Linked DNA regions of Mus musculus: all the other regions are linked to region 3. A link is a contact called in public HiChIP or PLAC-seq data. All regions are on one chromosome and are shown on one strand. Each heading gives the region's core, a stretch centred on a gene start, on an enhancer-like site or on the middle of the called end of the contact. The rest is flanking DNA. Distances are from core to core; before and after follow the strand shown. Region 1 overlaps Crtc3 (CREB regulated transcription coactivator 3). Region 2 overlaps Wdr73 (WD repeat domain 73). Region 3 holds the start of Fes (feline sarcoma oncogene).

Region 1 (4,278 bases), core at 1,652-4,151, 270 kb before region 3:
TTATCATATGTAAGTACACTGTAGCTGTCTTCAGACACGCCAGAAGAGGGAGTCAGATCTCATTACGGATGGTTGTGAGCCACCATGTGGTTGCTGGGATTTGAACTCCGGACCTTTGAAAGAGCAGTCGGGTGCTCTTACCCACTGAGCCATCTCACCAGCCCCCCCCCCTTTTTTTTATTGGTGGAGTTGAAATTTTTTAAAAAATATTTTTATTGGCCTTTTGGAATTCTTTTAGATACTTTCTGTTTATAACTTTTTCCAGCTTTCTTTTTGGTTTCTTTCTAATTAACTTGGGAGGAATTCTTTGAATAGTAGAGATCTGTGCTGTTTTACAAATAGTCTTTCTCATACTCCCTCACTGTTTAATGATGTTTTTGTTAATATCTTCTCTTCATGTTGTTAAAGGTCCAGTGTTGGTTGATACTCAAGTCAATGAGAATACAGATTCATTCACTCAGCAAATATTTCCTTAAAGCCGGATCATTTGGGGGTGCCTATTCAGCTAGGACAGCCCTAAACCCTGACTTTCAGTCTGTGCCACTGATAATGGCCCTTCACGCTGGCTTGAGCGGATTCCTGAAAAAGAATGTTTTCTCAGAGGCAAGGAGACCCAAACATTTCCCAGATTTTGGCCACATAATCAGAAATTTCAAAAGAGTTCTGGAATTTATGGGCTGGCCTCCAAGTTATCAGGCATCTGTCGTCTTCTCCGAGGGCAGTTTACTCTGAGCTCAGTCCACCCTCCTCCCTCAGCTGTGCAGAGCAAATGGGGCAGATGAGAAATACTTCAGACGTCCCCGTGGGATGAACTCCAAAGACAGCCTCAGCAGCTAGACGCAGAATTCATATGGCCAGGGTTTGGCAGGCTCTTCTGAGGTACCGTGGCTTCCTATCAGACCACCGGCTCTGCAGCCCTGCCAAGGCCTGGGTGCTGCAGACCTGGGGAGTGAGTGTGGTATCCAGATGCTGCCTCCACTGGCTCAGGTTTGCTTTGAATCTGAACTGAAAGTCTTAGGCCTTCGACTGCTGCCCTGAATGGCCAGAGTGGCCTTCCTGGACCAGGTTGGATTTGTGCAGACATCTTACACAGGACTTCGTATCTTGTAGGTTGAGCCACTTGGTGTTCAGTAAAATGGGTCTCTCAGATACCTTGTTTCATCATTTCACTTTTAATTATGTGAGGGTGGGTATGTACACCTGAGTGCAGGTGCTGATGGAAGCCAGTGGTGTCTCTGGAGCTAGGGTTACAGGCAGTTGTGAGCTGCCCAATGTAGGTTCCAGGGGCCAAATTTGAGTCTTCTGCAAGAGTAGTATGTGCTCTTAACTGCTAGCTCTCCAGCTCCTCAGATATCTTTATTACTATACAAGCCCATCTGTCCCCCACCCCCACCCCTGGGTATGCATCTCTCTGCCTCTCTTTTGTTTATGCCATGCTAGAGATCAAACCCAGCCCTTTTGCGTGTGCTCAGCCACTGCTGGCTGAGCTATGTCCCTAGTGTCCCAAGTGTTTTCTTTCTTAGATTTTTATTTTTATTGGTGTGTGTTTTGTGTGTGTGTGTGTGTGTGTGTGTGTGTGTGTGTGTGTGTGTGTGTATTTCTATGCTTGCAGAGGCCAGAAAGAGGGAGCAGAAGTCACAGATGGCTGTGAGATGCCTGCTGTGGCTGCTGGGGACTGAGCACAGGTTAGGCGCACACTTACTGCAGAGCCAGCCACAGACACCATGGCACACGTCTGTAATCCTAGCACTCAAGACGTCGAAGTACAAAGATCACAAGTTTGAGGCCTACCTAGGCTACCTAGTGAGACTCTGCCTCAAACAAAACAATTAATACTTGTCAGCCATCTGATGCATGAAATATATACAATTTTCATGCCCTGATTTGGCATCTTAGGATGGTTGCTGATCAGAGGTGTTGTCCCTGAAGGCCAACTGGATCTCATTACTAGCTGCTCAGTAACTCACATTGGGACCTTAGGCAAGGTTATTAGCCTCTCTGCACCTAACTTATGCATCAGTGAGCTCTGGTGACTAAGAGTACCTAAGGTAGACTGGAAGGATTAAATTAGCTAATAATACATGAACATCCCAGAATAATGCCCAGTATGTACTTATTGCTTAATGAATATTGCAAAATTCCTGTACCAACTTCTGCTGGGTGAAATGCTAGAAACCGGGCCACCTTGTGTGATTTCAGTAAACGCTGATCCCACCTTTCCTGTCTGTGTGGTATGCTGTCTAGGGCTAGAGAACTAAGTTTTGCTATTTATATAAAGCTTCTTTTGTTTTCATTTTTCAGGTGAGGATTCATGTATCCAAAGCTGCATTAGAGCCCAGATGAGAGTGGCCTAGAACTCTGTGTAGGGTGGGGGAGAGGAGGGAACTCACTATGTACCCCTGGCTGGATTGAAACTAATTTTGTAGATAGACCAGGCTGATGTGGACTTCATAGAAATCCACCTGCCTCTACCTCCCAGGTATTTGGACCAAAGGTGGGTGCTACCATGCCTGACAACCTTCAACTTCTAATTTTTCTGTCTTTGCCTCCCAAGTGGTGGGACCACAGGCATGTGCCACTATAGCCAGTTTATACCATGCTGGGGAATTGAACCCAGGGCTTCACAAGTGTTAGGTAAGCACTCTGCTAATTGTGCCACAGTCTTAACCTCTTCTGTCCCCTGCCCCACAGCCCCCTATCCTTTCAACCAGATCTTACTGTGTAGCCTAGACTGGCCTGGAACTTGTAATCCTGTGTCAGCTTTTCAAGTGCTAGAGTTACAGGCGTGTGCTACCACACCGGCCTTACATAAAGCTCCTTAGAATCTGTGCAGGCTGGTTAACATCTGAGTGTTTCCTCATTGGCTGGATAAAAATAACCTTGCTGAAGTCTTAGCTGCCCTGGCTGGGGTCATCCAGACTGTATGTGAAGGCACTGAGTGCAACTCCAGGAGAGGCAGGGACCTAGGCAGTGGCAGAGCAGGGCAAGGGCGGAAGCTGTTTCTCCAGGTGCCCTTACATTTGGACTCTGAAATTCAGTTCTCATTCCTCTCTCTGGAACCAGGCCCTGATTGTTAGGTCGCTAAAGAGTGGCAGGTGGGAGCCACAAGCAGCACACTGCCTGTCTCTAAATTTTTAAGTCACCACATATTTTGGCTGTAGAATCAGCCAAAGTTTTGTTCCAGTTCCTTACAAAATTTCACAACATTTCAGGCGTTAGAATTGGTCCCTGTGTTGTGAAGCAGCTGGGTTTTATACTTTAGACTTGAAGATGAAGGCTTAGTGGTTGATTATTACGTTGGGTGTTTTCCAAGAGTCAATGCCATCTGTGGAAGTTTCTCTGTTGTCCCTAATGCCAGGTTCTGTAGCAGTTTCTCTGTTCAAAAATACAGCCTGTGTTCAGGACACTCCCTGGGTACAGAAATTGGTTTCCTTGGCAACAGATAGCTGGTGTCTTAGCTCTTTTCTTTCTTTACTCTTGGGGATGTAACTTCAGAAAGCTTTCCCCTCCCATTTTCTCCTGAAAACCCGTTGGAGGCAGTCACAGTAGTAGCTGTTCGATACCCATCTCTCAGTACCAGGGACTGAACGCGGCTTTTGCTAAGTAGGCACTCATATCATTGAGCCGTGTCCTCATCCCTGTTTAAATGGTTTATTTTGGGATAGTGTCTCAGTGAGGTGCCTAGGCTGGCCTCCTCCTTGCTCTGTAACTCAGACAGACTGGGAGCTCTCAGCCTTCCAGCCTTAGGCTTGCCCCAGCAGGTCCAGCTCACACTTCCCATTTTTGAGGGGAGTAGGAGGATCCTAGGAATTGAACCCAGGACTTTATAAGTGCTGGCAAATACACTGCCACTAAGCTAGACTTCCAGAGATTCTAGTTTGTTTATTCTTTGTCTATGTGTCTGTGTGTGCGCACATGTGTGTTTGTAGATATTGGAAGCCACAGGGTATGTGTGGAGGTCAGAGAACAGCTTTCAAGGAGAGTTGGTTCCCTGCTTTCACCATCTGGGTTCTGAGGGTGTCATCGTGTTTTTAACACATGTATTTTTTATTATTGTGTGTGATGTGTGGATGTGTGTGCGTGCGTGCCCGATCCCCACCTAGCGTGTGTTAGTGTATGTTAGAGTTTCTTCTTCTTTCATGGGCTCCAGGGCTGACCTCAGTCTTGGGCAGCAAACACTTAATGCACTGAGTCACCTCACCAGCCCTGGTGTAATTTCCGAGTGCAGAGGGAAACACTTCCCCACAGTGTTAGCCAGGAGGGGCTCATTTGATTGAG
Region 2 (4,466 bases), core at 954-3,453, 500 kb before region 3:
CTCTACCACAGCCGTTGGCTTCAGGCAAGCTAGCCTGCCCTTCTTGTCCCTTTTTCTTACCTGTAAAATGAAGGTGTAGTAGGTACCACCTAGTGCTGTGGGGAGCATCACAAGAAAATTACCTGAGAACAGTTGGTAGGGCGCACGGCATAACATGGCTGGAAGCGACCATTGCCTCTAGGAGCCCTGCGTCTCCAGGTGTATAGCAGCAGGCTGTGTTCCTGTCTTCACAGCATCATGGTGAGAATCAGGAGAGCTGGAGTGTGAATGTGGGTGTGAACTTTCTCACAGAAGGAATCGATGTCTCAGGGCCAATAAACATCAAAAAGAATACAAGTAAGAAGCAATTAGCAATTTACTTAGTTTTTGTACACAAGACTGGACTGGACTGAGCCTACTGTTCTGAGTTATGCCCCAACTGCTTTCTTTTACTTCTTCCTATTTTGTGTGTGTGTGTGTGTGTGTGTGTGTGTGTGTGTGTGTGTGTGTGTGTGTTCGTGTTCATTACTTGCACGAGGGTGCACGTGCTTGGGTGTGCACACTCATGAGTATAGGCACCAAGAAGTGCTGGGAAGGTGGAGTCATCCCGAGGCCTCTGCTTTGCTAAAGGATGCACCTTGCTTTCCTCGTGCACACGTGACCTCTGCATGCTGACTGGAGTAAGCTCTGTCTTCCACTCTGGTGGATAAGGGTCCCTTCCTTATGACCTTGTTTAGCCTTAGTTCCTAGACCCCTCTCCAAATCTAGTCTCTCGGGGTAGGGACTTCAGTGTATGAATTTGCAAGGGGTACACACTTCTGTCCACAGCACTTAAAAATAATGGGGGGATAAGAAAAGTCTAACAGCTTTTTTTATAATAAATTTTTTTAAGATGTATTTATTTTGTGTGTATGAGTACACTGTAGCTGTACAGATGGTTGTGTGCCATCGTGTGGTTGCTGGGAATTGAATTTAGGACCTCTGTTCGCTCCAGTCAGCCCCGCTCACTCTGGCCCAAAGATTTATTATTATTATAAGTTAAGTACACTGTAGCTGTCTTCAGACACACCAGAAGAGGGAGTCAGATCTCATTACGGATGGTTGTGAGCCACCATGTGGTTGCTAGGATTTGAACTCACGACCTCTGGAAGAGCAGTCGGTGTTCTTAACCTCTGAGACATCTCTCCAGCCCCCATTGTTCACTTTTTTTTTTTTTTTTTTCCTTTTTGGTTTTTCAAGACAGGGTTTCTCTGTGTAGCCCTGGCTGTCCTGGAACTCACTCTGTAGACCAGGCTGGCCTCGAACTCAGAAATCCGCCTGCTTCTGCCTCCCGGGTGCTTCACAACAGGATCACGTTCAGAGTTTGGGAAGCATCCTCTGTCATCCTCGCCCCCCCGCCCCGAAGCTCACCCCGCGGCTCCCTCTACTCTGTTCAGTGGTGACACACTGATAGCTTGAAGTTGGCCTTGGTGGGAGGATTTACATCTCAGAAGCTGGCAGATATTACAAAGCAGATATCCGGGTTACAGCAGCCCAGCTGCACGCTAGTATTTCACTGGGAAAGCTGAGTAATTTAGAAGTCGGTTGTGAATGTAGAAGGTGCTTTGCTGAACTGTATCAGCCAGGGCCCGACCAGGAAGTGCAGACGCACACCCGCACACCCACGGGGTGACTGAGCTGCAGTTTGGGGCTGCAGAGGAAGTGAAGGAAGGGAAGCTTGCTAAGGTAGGTTCACAGCTGCAGGAAGTCGGGGCCAGAGGCCTCCAGGTAAGAACTGCAGGTGTCTTGTCTGACCAGAGCCCAGTTCCTAGGCCCAGAGAAAAGAGGGCCAACTGCTACAGAAAGTAGAGTGACAGGAGATCGGGATGGGCTCAGAGATTCACAGAGGCGACACAGACTTCCCTTCAGATGAGCTATGTGAGGAAAAGCCACCGATGGTGGTGGTGGGGAAAGCATTAGCTGAAGGAGAACACCAGGACTATGTGGGCCTTAAAGACTGTGAGAGCCTTCCCTTCAAGTCCCTGGACAGTGGAGTTAGGACACTGTCTGTAGCTGGCTCTGTTTCGTTTTCTTTTTTAGTTCTACATCTTGTGACCTAGCCTAGCCAGGTCTGTGTGCTGGGAGTCAGGAGAGCACAGGCAAAAACAAGCTAGAATTCAGTGCATTGTTCCCTCCCTCACTCCTCCCTCCCACCCCCAGGCTAGGGAAAGGGGCGGGGCTAGGCATGCTTACAGCGGCTGGTGGGAGGGAGACTGTTAGGCTCTGTCCCAGAGAGAGGGAGAGGGGCTGGGTTTGGAGGCAGCTGTGGAAACAGTGATGCTGTAGGCTCCATCTGTCTCACTTAGCCATTCCTGAATGCCATGCCGCACCAGCCTAGGTGTTATAACGAGATGCTGAACTGTATCCATAGGGCCTCCATTAGAGAAGGGGCGCATGGCCTGCAGCATGGGCCCAGTCACACACGGGCCTGGAGAGAGTAGGCTCGCACAGGGAAGGTGACAGTTGAGTTGTATCCTGTGTTCGGGCAGAAGGGACATCATTGTTAAGGACAGAGCCCCTACCCTAGGAGTAAATGGGAATACAACTGAGAAAGCGGGCTTGGGGTCTGTCAGTGAGGCATGCAGGGGCATGGAGGGTGGTCCTAGATTGTGCTAGGCAGCAGGAAGAGTGAGCACGCAGACACAGATGCACTTAACACACAGAGCCGAACACAGCTGGTCAGACACATGGCTGTCCTTGGACAAAATGGATGGCAGGAAACGAACCAACCCAGAGGACAGATTGTGCGGGTGCCTGCCTGGACCGGACTGTACCTACAGCAGGCAAAGTCCCAGGGACTCAGCAAGGACACTGAGGTCAGGGCTACAAGAGGGGGGATGGGAATGATTGTCTAATAGATGAGGAATCTTAGGCTTGGAGCTGGAAAGGTGACTCAGAGGCTAAGAGCTCCTGGTGCTCTTGGAGAGGACCCGGCACCCACACCTGTCTGTACCTCACTCCAGAGGGATCCACCGCCCTCTTCTGCCCTCTGCAGGCACCTGTGTGCACACATACACATAAATAATTTTTTAAAAATCTTTAAAAGGCATTCTAAAATAAATCTATGCCACTTTTGTTTTCTGCCCTTGGAAGAAACAAAAATTCTAACTTAATTTCTGGAATATTCCTTTTAAAAATGATCTCCGGGGCTGGAGAGATGGCTCAGCGGTTAAGAGCACTGACTGCTCTTCCGAAGGTCCTGAGTTCAAATCCCAGCAACCACATAGTGGCTCACAACCATCCGTAATGAGATCTGGCGCCCTCTTCTGGAGTGTCTGAAGACAGCTACAGTGTACTTATATACATACAATAAATAAATAAATCTTTTTTAAAAAATGATCTCCAATGACAGGTGTTCTGAAGTCTCGAAGGCTGCAAATAGCCATCCATTGAAAGTACTGGACTGGAAAGAGAAAACTGAATAGAGCCAGGTCTCCGAGGAAGCCAGATGCTCTATAGACAGTGCTGCTGTCGGCCCCTGCTAAGCAATGTGTAGAGCACCATGTCCCAGGAGTGTGCAGGTTAGGTGTGAAGCTTTCTAAAGTGCTCTCAGAGGCCAGGCCTGGTGGCCTAGCCCTCCATCCCAGCAGGTGGACACCTCTGTGTGGTCTACACACTGAGTGCTGGGCCAGTCAGGGCTACAGAGTAAAGTTCCTGTCTCAAAATACAAAGTAGCATGAAGACATTTTGTAACCCAATTATTTATCATTTATTTATATGATGTGTGTGTGTGTTTTATATGTGCACAGGCTGAAGCATGCCTGTGGAGATCAGAGGGCACAGGGCACCTTGGGTACTGGTCCCCGTCTTCCACTGTGTTTGAGGCAGGCTCTCTTCTGGTTCACTGCTGTATACTCAGGCCGCCTGGCCCTTGAGCTTCTGGGATTCTCCCATCTGCTCCCACCAAGCCAAAGGTGCAAGGATTACAGATGCACACACTGTGCCTGGGGGGCAAACTCAGGGCCACATGTTTGCCAGAAGCTCTCCTCCCTCTGAGCCATCTCCCCAGCTCTTTAGAAAGTGTGTGTGTGTGTGTGTGTGTGTGTGTGTGTGTGTGTGTGTGCGCGCGCGCACGTGCAGTCACATGTGAATTGCCTTGTCATAGGGCACATAAGGAGGTCAGAGGGCACCGAGGTAGCAGTCCTCACCTTCTGCCTTACCTGAGACAGGCGTTCTCTGTTCTTTTCTCACTGTGTACACCTGGCTCCGTGGCCCAGTGTTTTACCCACTGAGCCATCTCCCCAGCCCTAAATTCTTAAACTCAAAGAACTTCTGGAATACTCAAGCAACAAAGCCCAACAAAATGGTGTTTTCAACAGACAAGTTTCATCTGCGAGGGCTCTTCCTGCTCTGTGTCCGTGCTGTTATTAGAAAGAGACAAGAAGGCATGATGGTGCACGCCTTTAATCCCAACACTTGGGAGGCAGAGGCAGGCAGATTTCTGAGTT
Region 3 (4,372 bases), core at 1,188-3,687:
CCCTCAGAAAGCAATAATGGTTCCCATCCAGGCAACAGGGAGGCTGGCCAGGAGGTACTTGAAGAAGGCAGCCACCTCTCCAAGGGCTTTTGCATCCCCTGACCCTCTCTGGCTCACAGGTGAGCCTCCGAAGAAGCTGCAGTCTTAGGAAGGGACCAAAGCAAAGCAGGCCCCTCCCAGTGTGCCTGTACTTTCTTGCTCTCAGCCTGCCTCTGCACTCCAGGCCTCCACCTCCGTGGAAGCCAGGCTGAGCTAGGCCAGCACGGGCCGGCCGAGCTAAAGCTCTGGGGGCCTTGCTGGTGTCTGACCATCCTTTATGGCACCCTCCCCCCTTGCCAGGGCCCTGTTTTCTGAGCCCGGGGCTGCCTGGGCTGTTGGCAGTTACAGTACAGGAGCCCCTGGGTGGGTGGTGGGGAGGCACGGTGGCCCAGCCTTCTCCTCCCGCCTCCCACCCGATGCTGCTTTCCCCTGTGGGGATCTCAGGAGCTGTTTGAGGATATATTTTCACTTTGTGATTATTCACTTTAGATGCTGATTCTTTTTTTTTTTTTTTTTTGTATTTTTAATGGGGGTAGCAGCTGGACCCTTGACCTTCTCATGCCCACACCCACCCTGCCCTTCCCATGGCTGCCCAGCCCTGGGGTATAGGGAATAACTAAGCCCCATGTCCTGAAGAGGCAGGCCAGCCCGGTGGGCTCTAAGAAAGGGGGTTGTGGTGGGAGGGGTAGGCTGACATCATCTGTTTCAAATGGGGTTGTGCCAAGGGCTTATGGGTCGCTGGCTCTCCAAGTGCCAGGGGTGGGCAGGTGGCACCACCAAGCCCTTTCTAACACTGTGCCCTGGTGGAGAAAGCATTGGCCTATGATGCCCCCCAAACCCCCTCTTCTGATGTGCCTTTTGCACCCTTCCCATTAGGACAATCAGTCCCCTCCCACTTGGGCTCCCCCCCCCCCATTTTCTTTTCCTTAGCCCTTCTCAGTACCCAGCCTACCTGTCCAGGGGTGCCCCTTGCTCTCCTGCCCACCCCTCACGGCCATCCAGGCTGGTTTTGTAAGATGCTGGGTTGGTGCACAGTGATTTTTTTTTTCCTTGTAATTTAAACAGGCCTGGCATTGTTGGTTCTATTTAATGGACACGAGATAATGTTAGAGGTTTTAAAGTGATTAAACGTGCAGACTATGCAAACCAAGCCCGGTCTCCAGTGTCTATAGCTCTTCTCGGGACCCTTAGCTGTTTGACTGGGGAAGGGTGGGAACTAGGGGCCAGTTTGGCTTAAGTCAGAAGGCTTAAATGCCTCTAAGAGGTCTAGGGCTTCCACTGCTGAGGTCTGAGGGGATCCTGAGTGAACCCAGATCTGTGTGCTCCTTGGTTTTATCATGACATAAGCTAGTGTCACCTGGGAAGAGAAGCTTCAGTTGAGAAGTTGCCTCCATTGGATTGGCCTGTGGGCAAGTCGGTGGAGCATTTTGATACTGGCTGATGTGGAAAGGCCCGGTGTACTGGGGGTGTCTACCTTCCCATACAAAGATCCTGGGGTGCCTGTGAAAGCAAGTGGCCAGCGAGCAGTGTCCTCCGTGGTTCCTGTTTCAGCTCCAGCCCTGACTTCCCTTGGTGGTGGACTCTAATCCTTAAATCAGACAATCTCTCTCTCCAGGCTGCTTTCAGTTCTGGTGTTTATCACAGCTAGCCGAGCTCACCTTTAATCTCAGCATTTGGGAGGCAGAGGCAGGGCATCTCTTCATCTGAGGCCAGCCTGATCTACATAGCAAGTTCTAGGACTACACAGAGAGACCCTTTCTCAAAATAAAAGAAAAAACAAAACAAACAAACAAAAAAAACCCCAGCAAACCAGGATTGAATGGCTGGGGGAACCTGAGTCCCTCATGGGGAAATAATTTCTCCTCAGTTCTATACCCCACGCTGGCCCAGGCTGCCACTGAGACTCAACGCCCTGCCTGAGAGAAAGGGTGCTACCGGAACCCGGGCCCGAGAAGCAGGCCTCTGCTTAGGATTTTGACTTGGAGATTTTATATGCAAATAGTGGCTGGCGCCTGAGGTCTCCTTAGGGAATCCAGAGGAGGGACAGGATTAGGCTTCCTTCCTCTATGTCCCCCTGGCACCCTAGCACGCTGTCAGGATTCACATTAGTCCACACACCCTGGGTGCCCCGGGGGTCCCAACACCCTGCCTGAGGCCTCACCTTGAGTCCATCCCCACTGCATTTTGGGTTCCTTCCCCCGCGTTCGCGGGACCCTGGAGAGTGCCTGGTTCACAGGCCACTCTTCGCATGGCCATTCTTTGCCGGCCTCCTCCTCCCTTCCGTTTCCGTGGCTGAGCTGTCGCTGTAGGCTGTGGCCCAGGGCACGCAGAGTGGGGAGCAGGATGGGGGGGTGGGCTGTGCTCTCTCTTCCCTATAGTGGACCCGCCCCGCGGCCTAGGGCAACTGAAACCACGGAGGAGGAAGCAGGAATCAGGAACTGGCCCGGCAGATTCTGGGCCTTAGTCGGTCCACCGCCACCTACCCCAGGAGCAGCTGCCCGAGAAAGGTAACTCCACCTTCGAGATCCAGGAGTTTATGTGGAACACGGGCAGGGCTGGGCACCGGAAAGGGGCCAGGCGGGTGTTCTGGGAACCTGAAACCTGATGGGGGTGGGGCTAGGATCTTGGGAAGAGCAGGAAAGCCCAGTGATAGGGTTTTTTTTCGGTGGCTCCCGGAGGCCGCAGTCCAGCACTGTTGAAGGCCCTGGGCAGGGCAGGAGTCGGTAACACCCAGGAATGGTGTGGGGGAAGGGTCCTGTTAGGGACCTCCAGTCTGGTTCCTGGAAACAGGACCACTGGCTCTGAAATCTAGTCTAGTACATCGGAAGCAGAAGGGCCAGCCCCAGTCCAGGCTGCTCTCTGCACCTCTTGGTATTTTTTTTTTTTTTCTAAGCAGAACCCCACCCATGTCCCGCCCGCAGCCCTCTTCGACCGTAGCCTCATCTTCCATCACCAGCCGCTTCTTTTGTCTCCACTGAATGACCCGGTTTCTGTCCCCAGGACACCATTATGGGCTTCTCTTCAGAGCTGTGCAGCCCCCAGGGCCACGGGGCAGTGCAGCAGATGCAGGAAGCTGAGCTGCGCTTATTGGAGGGCATGAGGAAGTGGATGGCCCAGAGGGTCAAGAGTGACCGGGAATATGCAGGATTGCTTCACCACATGTCCTTGCAGGACAGCGGAGGCCAGAGCTGGAGCAGCGGCCCCGACAGCCCTGTCAGCCAGGTGAGCTTCCGTGAGCTCTCCCATTCACTTGCCCTCATCACCTCCCCGCTTAGAGGTGGGGTTGGAAAGGATGCAAACCCAGGCTTGCGGGCCATTGCCCTGTTCTTCCCATTTCCCTATCCCACAATGTGCTGTAGTCCTGGGCAGAGATAACAAGCCAGACCGAGAACTTGAGCCGGGTGCTGCGGCAGCATGCAGAAGATCTGAACTCGGGGCCCTTGAGCAAACTGAGCGTGCTGATCCGGGAGCGGCAGCACCTGAGAAAGACGTACAACGAGCAGTGGCAGCAGCTGCAGCAGGAGCTCACCAAGGTAGGCGGGCACCCAGAGGACGCTGTCGCAATAAGGTGCAGTTTTACACAAGAGTGCTTAGGGAAGCAGAAGTCACTGACCGCAGGCCCAGCTCCAGGATGGCCTGTGTGGCCTTGCCGCTGCAGCTTCCTCCTTTCCTCTCACAACTTTGGCTAACTTGCTACAGGGCCTGTTGAGCCACTGTGAGGGACTTGGGGGGGGGGGGCAAGTGTGCTTAGAGTGGACCCCGCCAGGGCCCCAGAGGCCGAATCCTGCCCTGGTCTGAGTCCCAGCAGCTCTTCAGCTACAGGCTGGGTTACAGGCAGCTGCTTTGTCTCTGGGTGCCTCTCTCCCCAATTCACTCACTGGTCAATCTCCCAGTACCACACCCCTCATTGCCACAGAGCTGGGTCCTACCATGGACCCACAGCGCCCTCTTGTGGTCCGCCTTCCCAGACTTTCCTAACTCAATTCTAGTTAAGGGTTTCATGCTCATTTGTCCTCCCATCGTTTGGGATCCTATGTTTCAGCGAAAGAATGGAGTAATTCCTGCAGAACTCTATGACCTACATGCTCGAAATATATACTAGCTGGCTCTTTAAGACTTTCCAAGTTGCCAGGCAGTGGTGGTGAACGCCTTTAATCCTACCACTTGGGAGGCAGAGGCAAACTGATCTCCAAGTTAGAGGCCAGCCTAGTCTGCAGAGTGAGTTCCAGGACAGCCAGAGCTACACAGAGAAACCCTGTCTCAAAAACATACCCCCCCCAAAAAAAAAGACTGGCAAAGTCTATGGATTCAATCAGTTACAGATGGGGAACCT

The links. HiChIP or PLAC-seq counts read pairs in DNA pulled down with a chosen protein or histone mark.
Region 1: a contact with region 3 is called in an H3K4me3 HiChIP or PLAC-seq map of bone marrow-derived macrophages, with 3 times the contacts expected there. The contact joins the enhancer-like site here to the promoter of Fes in region 3. A contact is called at or near these places in 14 of 39 promoter capture datasets (the 3T3-L1 cell line, 3T3-L1-derived adipocytes, the C10 cell line and 9 more), 1 of 484 Hi-C or Micro-C datasets (bone marrow-derived macrophages), 6 of 115 datasets of contacts at active chromatin or transcription factors (bone marrow-derived macrophages, cardiomyocytes, embryonic stem cells and 3 more) and 2 of 9 other capture datasets (adipose tissue and liver).
Region 2: a contact with region 3 is called in an H3K4me3 HiChIP or PLAC-seq map of stem cell-derived neural progenitor cells, with 12 read pairs. The contact joins the enhancer-like site here to the promoter of Fes in region 3. A contact is called at or near these places in 5 of 39 promoter capture datasets (the C10 cell line, frontonasal cranial neural crest, hippocampal neurons and 2 more), 1 of 15 datasets of contacts at CTCF or cohesin (embryonic stem cells), 3 of 484 Hi-C or Micro-C datasets (all in embryonic stem cells), 5 of 115 datasets of contacts at active chromatin or transcription factors (embryonic forebrain, embryonic stem cells, neural tube and 1 more) and 1 of 9 other capture datasets (embryonic stem cells).

Annotation. Positions count from the first base shown.
Region 1 is chr7:80,654,509-80,658,786 of GRCm38.p6, reverse strand. All of the region lies in intron 2 of Crtc3 (CREB regulated transcription coactivator 3), which reads left to right. Gm51450 (a long non-coding RNA gene) reads right to left here. Exons shown (of 3, transcript XR_003946653.1): 3 at 1-4,278. Among named protein-coding and RNA genes, the nearest start is that of Gm51450, 8.8 kb to the right of the region's middle. Within about 2 kb of position 2,901, at least 80 of the 459 cell types and tissues checked have an H3K27ac peak or open chromatin away from gene starts, as enhancers often do. A contact at or near this core is called in adipose tissue, bone marrow-derived macrophages, cardiomyocytes and 4 more, where this site is marked.
Region 2 is chr7:80,887,133-80,891,598 of GRCm38.p6, reverse strand. It overlaps Wdr73 (WD repeat domain 73), which reads left to right. Exons shown (of 8, transcript NM_028026.2): 8 at 1-876. Among named protein-coding and RNA genes, the nearest start is that of Gm32112, 4.0 kb to the left of the region's middle. Within about 2 kb of position 2,203, at least 248 of the 459 cell types and tissues checked have an H3K27ac peak or open chromatin away from gene starts, as enhancers often do. A contact at or near this core is called in embryonic stem cells, hippocampal neurons, stem cell-derived epiblast-like cells and 1 more, where this site is marked.
Region 3 is chr7:80,386,011-80,390,382 of GRCm38.p6, reverse strand. It overlaps Fes (feline sarcoma oncogene), which reads left to right and starts at 2,437. Exons shown (of 19, transcript NM_010194.2): 1 at 2,437-2,546; 2 at 3,040-3,261; 3 at 3,399-3,572. The coding sequence starts at 3,049. Furin (furin (paired basic amino acid cleaving enzyme)) reads left to right here. Exons shown (of 16, transcript NM_011046.3): 16 at 1-1,189.